Regions from separate parts of the Mus musculus genome. Here region 2 is linked to region 1. The links are chromatin contacts, called in public Hi-C maps. All regions are on one chromosome and are shown on one strand. The core of a region is the stretch at or near the end of the contact, and the rest is flanking DNA. Distances in the headings are between cores, read along the strand shown. Region 1 overlaps Prkd1 (protein kinase D1). Region 2 holds the start of Prkd1 (protein kinase D1).

The links. A called contact is a pair of places that touch in the nucleus more often than the background predicts.
Region 2: a Hi-C map of Sertoli cells shows a contact between it and region 1, with 5 times the contacts expected there. The contact joins the promoter of Prkd1 here to the enhancer-like site in region 1. A contact is called at or near these places in 3 of 39 promoter capture datasets (3T3-L1-derived adipocytes, embryonic stem cells and second pharyngeal arch cranial neural crest), 7 of 484 Hi-C or Micro-C datasets (Sertoli cells, brown adipocytes, cerebral cortex and 3 more), 1 of 115 datasets of contacts at active chromatin or transcription factors (neural progenitor cells) and 3 of 9 other capture datasets (adipose tissue, liver and pancreatic islet).

Annotation. Positions count from the first base shown.
Region 1 is chr12:50,560,607-50,566,997 of GRCm38.p6, forward strand. The region is part of intron 1 of Prkd1 (protein kinase D1); the gene reads right to left. Among named protein-coding and RNA genes, the nearest start is that of Prkd1, 85 kb to the right of the region's middle. Within about 2 kb of position 3,620, at least 3 of the 459 cell types and tissues checked have an H3K27ac peak or open chromatin away from gene starts, as enhancers often do. A contact at or near this core is called in Sertoli cells, where this site is marked.
Region 2 is chr12:50,644,860-50,651,069 of GRCm38.p6, forward strand. Prkd1 (protein kinase D1) reads right to left here and starts at 4,390. Exons shown (of 19, transcript NM_008858.4): 1 at 3,857-4,390. The coding sequence starts at 4,114.

The DNA of each region.
Region 1 (6,391 bases), core at 2,370-4,869:
TACCATGGAGGGTTAATAGACTCCTCAGTTATGCCTTCTATAGCAAATAAAGTCTCCAATGGCTTGCTTCAAGATCTAACAACCTGCCTGTTCCAGCAAGTGAGCTCATGTGCAGTATACATGCTTGCATCACTCACTGAGTAAGTCTGCACAAAGCCTGCTAAGCCCTTTGTTCATGGTTGCCAGTCTAGAATAATAACTTGAAGACAGTTATGTAATCAGCCATTAGGAGTTTCTAAGAAGATTCTTAATTAAACATGCACCTTGTTTACTTGTGTGTTTGCTTTTCTGATACTGAAAACTGAACGAAGTCTTGGCACAAAGCTAATCTTAGCACTCTACATATAGTTATATCCCTAACTATTTTATCAATGGTTTTTTTTTTCAGGCTGCTAAATGCTAGCCTTGAGCTCAACTGGTAGCTCAGAGTTCTTTTGCTTTGAGCCTCCAAAATAGCAGGCACGCCAGGTCTTCACCACCAGGCTCAGCTTAATGGTTATATATTCATTCTTTCTTTCATCTATATAATATCTATCATGTCTCTATCTAACTAACATTTATTTATTTGAGAATTAGAGAGCCTTGAGAATGCAGAGATTCTAGCATCAGTCAGATGACATCACAATCCAGCAGTTACCCTCCCATCAGTAGATATTGAGAGAGATAGAGAATTAAAACATCTTAGCAGAAGACCATTTCAGATTAATGCTGCACTGCAAGAAATTGCCAACCATATGCCTGCTGCAGCATATGAGAAGTCTCCAAATGACACAATTTTGTGCTCAAAATTGAGTGAGATCAGCTTTCCTTAATGAGAAACTGAAAGATATAGTCTTCCACTGGTTTCAGAAGAGTGGCTTTCTCAGGTTACACACACAAGATATGTGTGGCATTTTCTAGTCAAAGAAAGAGAGTTGATACAGTCCCCAAAGCAAAATTATATATCATGATTATTTCTTCTCAATGCTGTGGGTGTCATGACAATGAGATATACAGGAAGAGTCAAGGTGACACCTGACAGCCAATAAGTAGTTGTCGATCATGCAGAGAGTTTTATCCTTAAATATATAGATTTGTGTGTGTGTATGTGTGTGTGTGTGTGTGTAACAGTATTACAGTGCTACCAGGAGAGACAGGGAAACTCACTCTAGTAAAGTAGAATACATTTCAACAGGATTGAGGATGAGAGTTAGATACTTCCTAACTCACCATAAAGGATAATAATAAATTTGTACCAAAGTGTGGGTCTAGTCCCTTGGGATAAATAGTTACTCATTTATCCATCCACTCTATAACAGGGTAGAAATTGTGAACAGCAGTGTTCTAAGTAAGAACACAAATATTTTCTCAAGATTGTAGGATTGTCCTCTTTTTTTTTTTTTTTTTTTTTTTTTTTTTTTGACTTTTTGAGACAGGATTTCTCTGTATAGCCCTGGCTGTCTGGGAACTCACTCTGTAGACCAGGCTGGCCTCGAACTCAGAAATCCACCTGTCTCTGCCTCCCAAGTGCTGGGATTAAAGGTGTGCACCACCACCACCTGGCTATAGCTTTTTGGTTTTTTTCCTCATTTTTTTTTTATCTTTGTAGCTATGTTTATCCAAAGTAAGGAATAATTTTTTTCATGTCCTTTTCCCTCCACAATAAAGGCCAGCCTCCTCACTTCACTTCATTTCACAAATTTTATGATAAAGTGTCCTGACCAAAAGCAACTTAGAGAAGAAAGAGTTTACTTGGCGTATAATCACAGGTTACAGTTCATCGTTTAAGGTAAGTCACGGAAGTGAGCGCTTGAGACAGTTGGCTACACCATATCCACAGTCAAGGGCAGAGAGAACGGACGTCCTCATGCTGCCTGCTAACGTAGTCATTTTCTTAGGCTCAACTAGCTTTCTCAACTCAGAGTTCGGAGTCTAGCCAATGAGATGGTACTGCCTACAACCAGGTGGGGTTGGGGTGGGGTCTCCCTACATGAGTTTCATACAGTCCCCTACAGATACGCTCATAATCCAAACTGATCTAGCGAATTCCTCACTAGGACTCTCTAACAGGTGATTCTGGGTTGCAACAAGCTGTCAGATAAAAATTAACCAACAAAAAATATTGAGAGATAGCTCAGGAGTAAAGAACACTGGCTCCTCTTATAGATGCCTTTGGTTTGATTCCCAGCACCCAAAAGACAGGCTACAACCACTATAACTCCAACTCCGGGGGATCTGATGCCCTCTTCTGGCCTCCAGGTATGCTGCATAGGCACACATGCAAAGAAAATACTCATTTACATAAATTTTTTAAAAATAAATAAATAAGCCAACCAAGATACTGAGTTATTACTCTGGGGCAGATTTATGTGCTCATGGAGCAAACATTAACACCTGTAATTGGGTTTTGTTCTCTAAAAACCAAATTCTTTTGAGAACATAATAATAGATAGGTACTTATAGAGACAGAGAATTGAAAAAAAAAATTGAGGCCCAGTATGCCACAAACAATGGCTCATGGAACCATACAAGACAAGAGAGTAAATCTTAACATCTAGAAGACAGAGGCTCGGGCATATGGGAATTATGGTTTCTATAGCAGAAAGATAAAGAATCAGATGCAAACCCAGCATTCTGTATCCAGAGTGGATGGCCCTCTATGGCTGCACTTCATGTGGCTTTCTTTCTCCCACTTCATCCTGTCTTATACTATGAAATATAGGTCTAGGACCAAAGGCAATATCATCACTTGGAAATATGATAGAAGGGTCTTCCCTAGACCTGCTAAGTACAAAATCATTCCAGTACTCCACGCTGACTGGTTGCACATTGATCACTGGAAAGCTCCTCTCCAATAGAGTCTAGCCAGAAATAAAACAATATTCACACTGATGCACCGCCTCTGCTTTTCTATTTCAGGTCACGGCTATCAAGGGGGTAAGGAATAGGTAACAGAATTGTTTCTAAAAGGGTTAAATCATATTGAAACATCTCGTACTTGTAGTACAAATGGAACTGGCTAGGCACACAAGTAAGCCTCGAGCTTTCTTTTATTTTGATTCTATTGCTTGCTGGCCCTCATCTCCCCAAGTCATGTCTTACTGTCATTTCTTCTCTAACTCCTTTGTATTGGCCTCTTTTACTTCCCCCTTTTCTTTCTGTTCTACTTTGGTTCCTTCTATTTCTACCAGTTGGTATGTTAGCTCTCCTGTCTCATTTTCTCATCTCAATTTTAACTCTCAAATTTCTGACCTATTCATAATTCATAATGATGTGTGTGTGTGTGTTATACATACATACACACATATATGTATATATGCATATATACAGAGGGCAGGGAACAGGGAGTGGTAACCATGTCCTAGAATTTATATATTCATTAAGTAATTTAATACTGACCCTATGTGTTCAAAACACAGATACATGCCCTCCTGTAGCCATATTATATAAGCGTTACAAAGGAAGGGCCAGCCAAAACTTCAGTGAATTAGGGAGAACAAATAACTGAAATAGTTTCTTGCAGCTTTAAAAATGGTTCTTTGTATCCCTCATTAAGTGATGACATTTATAACCTCATGAAATCTGAAGGAGTTTGCAACTGTTTCAATGAAAAGAACACACTGTAGATAAGGGTATGTAACCTGACTAGTTCTCTGCCTCTTCATAAGTTCCTTCCTTGTGGGCTGTGAGAAGCCCTGGCCATACACGTGTGGACTTAAGCTCATGACACACTCAGTCTGTGGCCTCAGAAAAGTCTGCCTATGGTCCTTCCTGCCATCAAGCTAGGCATGGGAAAGACATGACTCTATTTCTAGCCATTGAAGTCCCTCAACGGACACCCCAACCACCTCCACAGAGACTGAACCTCACTGACCTCCTAACATGTAAAATATATTAGCAAATGAGCCACTTTTCAGCACTAGGCTTTAGGGTAAGTTGTTTTGTAGCAATAGCAACTGCTACCTAAAGGTAGCAGAAAGCCCACCTTCAGGATAAATTACAAGGCATTTTGGTATTTTATCCCTGAGTCTTCCTTACCTCAAAAGTAGACTGCTTTATACAACTGAATTGGGATGCATGTTGCTGAATTGTTTTGCCTGTTTATAATGTGCTTATTAAATCATAAAGAGTACTGTAGGGAGTGCCATCAATTTACCTTCTGATCGTGTGTGAAGTGCTACCATGGAAATCTTCTGTGCAGCTAATATGTGCTTTAAAAAAACAAGAAATAAAATTTATGTTTGAAATATTTCAAACGAACTTTGTAAGAAGGAAAGTATGTGCTCATGTTTGCCTTGACGTGATAACCAACCTTCTCTCGATGAATTACTCTTGAGCGTGCAGCTCCCATTTTCCTCCACTAAGACAGAAATGACACATTTAACTTGACACTTGTTCAAGTTCAGACAACTCCCCCACTACCCTCCAAAATTACCAGTTCTTTACACCAGATGGTAGCTGCAGTCACATGCTACATTTGGTTTTTATCTAAGTTCATATTTACTGCTAAAATATTTCCTTTAAACTTTTATTTGCATATCAGGGAAAATAAACAAAACACCAAAGAGAAAGAAACTGATTCGCTTATTTCCTTGAGGCTGGCAGATTTCATAGAAAGAGTCTTTGTAATAGAAAATATTAATGAAGTAGCAGTGTTTTGTGCAGACATTTGCCTACTCTGTCTACTTCATCTATAAATGCATTTCAATGAGGGAATAGAGACTACACAGATCTGCAAGTGTTCCTTTTTCCAACATTTGTTCTCAATTCAAAGATTAGAAATGGCTGATCTGCTGCGTTTGGGGGGCTGGCTTATGAATGTGGCAGTTATAGCACATTGTCTCAGCAGCTGTGAGGCTAACATCTTATAAATAGCCCATCCTCCCAAACATATGATTAGACAATAAGGGGAATCTGAAATTTGTTTGAAATCAGTAGCCATAAAGTAGATACAGTGTACTACAAATTGTCCCTCCCTCCTTCCAGCCCAAAGTGTGTATTGAAACATGTTTTACTGGGACTTCATGTGCCAAGAAGCCATTCAGAGTGGAGTTGTCTTTGTACAATTCAATTACGTGTATTGTCAAATCTTCCCATTTAAGAAATCTATACTTTACTGTATTATAGCCATAAACTCATGTCTACCCTAGAACACATTGAGGGACCACATTCCTTCAAAAATATATGTGTGTGTGTGTATGTGTATATGTATATGTGTGTTTATGTATTTAATTTTAATACAGACTGACTAGATAAAAGGGAGGATGTGGCTTAATCATTCCTGTTCATGATTATTGGTCTGTTTGATTAGAAGGCTTGTTGTTGTTGTTGTTTGGTTTGAGACAAAGTCTTGATAAACAGTTCTGGTTGTCCTGGAACTGACCCCAAACCTGAAGAAGTCCTCCTGTCTCAAGTTTTCCAAGTACTCAAATTACAGGGGCAGCACACATCACGCTTCTCTGGTCCTTGGAGGATTACGTATCACAACTGTCCACCGCAGCACACAAAGAATTATTGGTATATATGTTCATGTTATATCCTGTAAATATTTTACTTTTTCACTCAAACTTACCTTGGTGTATCATTCCCATGTAAATCAAATTCCGTGTTTATAAAATTCAAATAATTATTATTAATTTCTAAATCTAGCCATCCTTTTATATGACATTATTTGTTTTTACTGCTTTTCATAACAGTGATGCAGTTACTAGTGTGGTACAAGTGTCTTTGGGTCTGAGAAGTTAACATGCATGTCAGCTTCACTAGAGATACCTAATCTTCTCTGGAGTAGATTTATGAATTCAAACAACACACTGTTGAGAGAGACCCTCTCATCACCACCAGATCTTTCCTACCGCTCATCACCAAAATCTTGCATTTCTTTAACTATGTAATGTCATATCCTCATTCATAAGATATGTGTTCCCAAGTACATTCATTCAATTGTTTACATTTTTCTCCTCTTTGAATTCAGTAAGTGGCCACTCATTTTTCACAAGTACGCTTACTTTTTTCTAAGTGACTGTAAAATTTATTTCCAGTTACCTATCGCACATATTATTTTCCCACAATGACTTCGCCTTTAGTTTTGGTGTAGTAGTCTTTGCAACACAGAGAATTCAAATATGAAAGAACTTATCTACATTTTCCTCTTGTTCAATGCAAAGAAATCAAACATCTGAGAATGCATCCTTCAGCCCGGTGGTGGTAGTACACGCCTTTAACCACTGAGGAGGCAGAGCCAGACAAATCGCTAAATTCAAGGCCAGCTTGGTCTACAGAGCAAGTTCAAGGACAGCCAGGGATACACAGAAAAACATTGTCTCAGAAAAAAAATTAGAGAATATATCATCCATTTATGACTTTAAAATACAAATATTTATTAGTGCTTTCCTTAGAGAAAATTAAGGAA
Region 2 (6,210 bases), core at 3,140-5,639, 85 kb after region 1:
CGAAACTAGTGTTATATATTATGTCCAAAATGAAAACTTAAATAAAAAGATCCACCAAAGACTATCATTAGTTTAAAAAGATTTTGTTGCCCGCACACCCTGGGGTGATCCACTAGCTAACTGCTCTTAGCTCTTTCAATCTGTGTAAAAGCAGAGTGGCTAAAATTAATTCTAAGGGCTAAAGGGGACACAGCAACTGTCAAGAAGGCAATAATCAATACAAGATGAAAACAATGACGAGCAGGGTAATGCAACTATGAGACCAAGGCACCAGGATTGGTACTCTGGTGGCTATGTCCCACTTAAATGCTCACTCGTTCATTTCAGTGTTAAGAGTAAAAGTCAGGTGTCTTATAGACGGTGTCGCTCCAAGTAATTGTGCTCTAGAGGAAGCCCTGGTTGTCTTTTTGGTAAGATGCAACTCAAATGAACAAGAAGTTGGATAGCTGTATCACTGTCACTCACTCGATGCCCACTGTGTTTCAAGTGCAAGTGTGTACATGTATGCCATCACAGGTATGTAACCTGCTACAGGTCAAAACTGCATCATCCTCTGAGATATTGTTCATTGCTTCACAATAATACCTTCTTATCCTATGTATTCAATATTCCTTTGATGGAAGAAAGGTAAAGGATTTCAAAGTAAACCTAGAAGTCACGCATACTGATTAAAGAACACATCTTCATATATAACCAACCTTCAATGCTATACACATGTGCAGTAAAAACATTAAATAAATAAACACTGTAAGTTAGCCCTTAGCTCAGTCTCCCAAAAGGACAGAGTTAATAACACCTTATATACTCACACATTCTTCCATGCAAAGAAAGAGATCATCTCAGATTGCTAAACTCTCAGATTGAAAACTTATTACTAACTTATAACTCACAAAATGGTTGGTATGTAATATCTTTAAACTATTTCTGTTGAATTGCCATCTAATTTCATCAAATATGAACACATACCTGCTATTTTCTAAACCTACAAACTGGGGGGAAAGTACATTGTTAAGTTCTACTCAACAGTAACTTCAAGTGAAGTTTCCAGGCACAGCTGCTCTCCTATTTAGCCTTGTCCACCTCAGGTGCTCATCCCACACAGAGAGTCTCTCGAATAATACTGGGGAAATCAACTGAATTGTCAGTGACTACTTCCATTGAGTTAAGCATCCATATTCGTATTCAGGGGCTCTTGAGCACAGACAAGATAAAAAGCCCCCTAATACTGAAGCAATAAATAAGAAGGACTATAAAATCAAGAGAACCTTCTGTTGAAAAGCCTCTATGTATTTATGTATGTCTCTCTCTCTCTCTCTCTCTCTCTCTCTCTCTCTCTCTCTCTCTCTCGTCATTCTTCCTCGTAGTTAATGTCTTCAGGAAGCATAAGAGAAAGCATGAGACAAAGGATAAAAGCCCCCCCCCAACTTCCTTACCTCCACATTTGCAAGCTGCCCACTACTGCAGTCACAGCACAAGAATTCTGTCTTGGCAAATAACATATCCCAAAATAGATGCAGAAGATACATAGATAACAAAATGACGCACAGGTAGATAACAGGCGATTGATAGTTACATGATTGATAGAGATAGCCAGAGAGATGATAGATGAGGAGGAGGACAAATACAGATAATAGGTTATTGATATCTAGAACGACAGATAATAGAATAACTGACAAGGCACACTGTCTAGACCCGTGACTTAGGGACTTATAATATTTGCTAAAATTCACATTTCAAAATAACTCAACTTGCCATACCCATAAAAACAAAAGGATATGGCTGTCCCAGGAAAACTTTTCAAACTTTTCTTTTGGTGAAGAACTGCATAATAAGCAGGATACATACAGGATTCCCTTAGAACACACAGTGGGGCTGGCTCCCTGCTCTCCAGCCTTCCTCCAGCTCCTCCCCTCATCCCCACCCCCAGATCTTGGCTCAGGTCTACACAGCACAACACTTGACTGCATTCCAGTTTTCTTTCTGCCATTACATTTTGGCCATTCTAAAACACCCTCCACAAAGCTAATGTGGATCTCAGATACGTGCGGTATGGATATCTCTCTTTTGAGAAGATTACCGAGTTTTCGGTTTTTTTGTTTTTTTACAATGTAAGTTCCTAATCATCTCAAGACTTTTTTTCCTAAGTGAACCTTCTGTGTATCTACTACTGAGGCTGTCCCAGCCTGCTTTGCCCTGCATGTCCTCTTGCTTGCACTTCTCCTGGGTACTGATAACACTCCCAGGCAGCAACCCAGAGTCAACTGTAAAATTCACTGTATCCAAACCCCAACCCAAACCTCTTGAATCATATTCCCCACTCAAAACCTCAAGGACAGACCAGAAACACAGAAACACACAGAGTTTAAGCAGGTCAAAACAAAGTTTGTATTAACTTAGCCCTTTTGGGATATTCTAACACTACACCATCTTCTTTAGAACTTACAGTTAGATTGTTGTTATAGTACCGAAGGGACTTTCTGAATAATTTCATTACATGTGTTGTGTATGCCTGTGTGGCAGTGCTTTTTAATTAATTAATCCATATCATAACAGAAATATTTGAAGGCTATACAGTGAGGCAGTCAGAGCCTAGAATACTTGCATAATTCACCATCCTGGGGGAGGGGGCGGCTGGATTCAGTACTTCAAGGGAACTACAAAGAGTTCAATTATATAACGAAAAAATATCACTCCCTTTAATTAACAAAACTTCAAGGCACTCACTGTTACTTGAGTCTGACCTCTAGAATTTTCACTTCCTGCATTAGTGGGTGCTTCCCCAGAGCAACTCCCTAGACCTCTGTACTCAGCACCACTATTTACACCGCTCAAAAAGCGTAAGACACGTTGTTCCAAACAGTTTAAGAAAATCCGCTCTTGACTGTTCATTAAAGGGTGAGAACTAGCCAGTCAGCCCTCCAGAGTTGAAAGTCAGCACCTTTAGCTAACTCCTCTATCTCTCTCTCCTCCCCCAGAACCCTGGCAGTCCATACTGTGAAGGAGTGGCACCAAGGGCCCTTCCCCCTTACATGAAGCATCCTTCTGGATGGCTGTGGAGATAACCTAACTTCAAAAGTGCACTGGAAACAATGATGGGTGGCCTAGCCCAGCTTTATGGGCCTCTCCCCAGCCAGTCTTTGATGACCACTATCCAAAGTCCCATAGCCTCAAACTTAAGAGCAAAGCCAGCACTGGATGTTCTTGGAACCACAGACCTTCTCACTACTCCAGTCTCCCAAGATCAGTGCATGGAAATTTAAGCCAAAAAACGCTGTAAATTTCAGGTTTTATTGTTGGAAAATGTTTCTAAGCTCGCACAGTGGTAGTACTAAATCCAGGGCGGACTTGGGTAGTGGTACCAACTCCTCGGTTGTTTTCACAGCTGGCTTAATCAATCACCCTTTCTTAAAAGCACTATTGGCAGGTGAGAAATTCCTGGCGTCCAGGTCACACCCGGAACTCCTCAGCATCAATTAGAGCTGAAAGAGGATGTAGTGGAAGGGAGTGGGGCTGAAAAAGCTCTGGGCTGTCCCAAGGGATCTCTGGCGCTGGAAAGCGGATCTGGTACCAGGTAGGCTCTGGTCCAGGGAAAAAGAGTCAGGACAGCCAGGAAACCTCAAGAATACGCCGGAGCGCGAGGAGAAAAGTGCAAGATTCCTTGAACTGTCATCGCAAGAAGGGAGGTAAAGGAGGTGAGAAGGCAGGCGTGCCAGAGAAGGAGCAGGAGGTCAGCCCCCAGGAAGACTGCGCGGCAGGCAGAGCAGTGCCTGGGGCTAGGGCATGCAGTCCGGCCACAGCCAGGCTGTACGGCGCAGGCGAGGTCGGCTGCAAAGTTGGTGGACCCGGGGCACCTTACCTTCTGGTCCACGATGGAACAAGCCATCTCCCGGACATGCGCCAGGCTGTAGTCGCCAGAGGAGTCCTGCAGGAGCAGCACCGGCTCGCGGCTCAGGCCGATCTGCAGATGGAACGAGATGCCCCCCGCCGGGGCGGCCCCAGGCGCCGGGAAGGGCGCGGGCCCGGAGCCTGGGACCAGCGCAGCGGCGGCAGCAGCCACGGCGGCCGCGGCGGGCAGGAGCGGGCTAGGCGGTCGCAGCAGCGGAGGGACGCTCATCGCGCCAGTGAGCCCCAAAGTTTGGCGGACGTGGGGCGCGGCGCCGCTGCCTGCGGCGGCGGAGAAGAACCACCAAACTTTCCGGGAAAGTCCGCGCGCGGGGACAGGGCGCGCGACCGGAGCTGGTGAGGGCGGGAGCCGCGAAGATGGCCGAGCGGAGCCGGGGCCGGCGGGCGGGCAGGCGAGCAGGCGGGCGCGCGGCAGCGCGGGGGAGGCGCCCAGCTACTGCGGCCGCGGCGCGCTCCGCTCCGGGGACCACGGCGGGTCCGCGCGACCGGCGCCGGCGGGGCGGGGCGGGGCGAGGGCGGCGCCGCGGAGCCGACGAGGGGAACCGGAGCCCGACGGGGAGCCGCCCCCTGCGCGCAGCAGCCGCCCCAGCCCACTCGGCGGACTCTAAAGCCGCGGACCCGCCCATTCAGGGCAGTCCTGACCACCCCCTTCCAAGCGCCCGCACAGGAGTGGACCGGGAAACGCCAGCCTGGTAGAGCCCACCTAACGGGGGACTCCCTCTGGGAGCCCTCGAGTTTGTTAAAGGGCCAGTCAGCTGACCTCTTTAAAACCGTGTCTCTCTTGTAATAGCGGAGTCTGTATCCTTTCCATCAACCCCACCTGCTCCACCCACCGCCTTCTTAAGGGTCTAAATAGGGTTCTTGCTTTCTACTTTGTTTTGTGTTTGGAACTTCTGTGTTTCAGCCTCTTCAAAACTGTCAACCTTAACCTGGCTTTCTAGGAGCAATTCCAGCCCCACACCCACAGCACTAATTTTGATCTGATTATACTGGTGGCTGGGCAAAAAGAGGTGCTTCAGAGACAGTAGAGCCTGACTATATTTCTGTCCTTTCTATCGGGATGGGTTCTTTGCATCTGTAGATGTACAGGGACCCTATTTGGTTTAACAGGCTGCAATGATTGTTATCAGAGGCCTTCTGATAATTCTTAGTAAATTCTGAACAGGCTCCATCTTGGCAGCGCTTCTTCTCACTTTAGTTTCCCCAATGTGTCCTCTTACATGCACAAGCACACAAACCATTTTTGCATATTTTCGTTTGCAGTGTGTTAATTTTGTTTTGTTTTGGTTGGTTTGCTTGTTTGTCTGTTTTTGATTAATGGTTCTCTTCTGGACCAGAACATTGAGATGTGGTTTTCTACAGAGTTGTGTTGTATGTCAGTAATGGAATCTTGAAATTCCCACCTACATATAGTCAATTCACTATTCTAGAAAACTCTCTAAATTAATGGTACAAACGACTATTTGAGTAGACTGGATAGGGGTGTCGTTCCTAAGTTTACAGACTGCTTTAAAGGAACTAGTTTTACCTAAGCCATCTGTGCTTTCTAGCTATCATAGCTCTGAACACAGGACTTCTGTCCCAGAGTCTGCGGGCACTAGCTATCCACTTATGAAGTCAGACTATGTTCTTGCCATAACTGATTACATTGAAAATATAAAAGTAAGACAGTAAATGAAGTTAGTTCTGACAGCAACAATTGCCATAAATAACAGTAACACAGTGGTTAACAGCAGTAACCATGATCAAGAACATGAGGCTCAACACTTTGACCAGTGAAGAAAACAAATCTTTCCTGGGGTGTTTCCATTTGAGCCAAGGACTGGTTGATGGGAAGGACTGGTCTTAAGACAAGCTTAGGTAATGGTCTTCAAGTCATATAGCATGCAAAAGACCCCAAGAGAGGGCTTACTGCACTTGCTTAAGGCACAGAAGAAATGAGGCTGGAGGGCAAATAGGAACCAGTTCTTCAAAGCTGTGCTAAATTGTTTGTGGTTTATTCTCAATGCACCACTGAACCACTGGGAGGATTTCAACAAGCCAGTAGATGTGATTAACATGTTTTGAAGGAACATTCTTTGACTGTTATGCAGGAAGCAAATCGCAAGCGAAAGGAATAAAAGCAGGGGCAGTAGGTTAGGGACCCTAGCTGTTGCCCCTCCCTCTACAGGATCATCATGATGGTAGTGGAGGTGCTGAGAAACAAGAGGCTAGAGTTCTTAATGTGGAGGCAGGATGGAGACCCTGCTGTTTACGCAGATTCTCCAATGGTAGGGAAATAGAAGTGTCACCAAGGACTCTATGGTT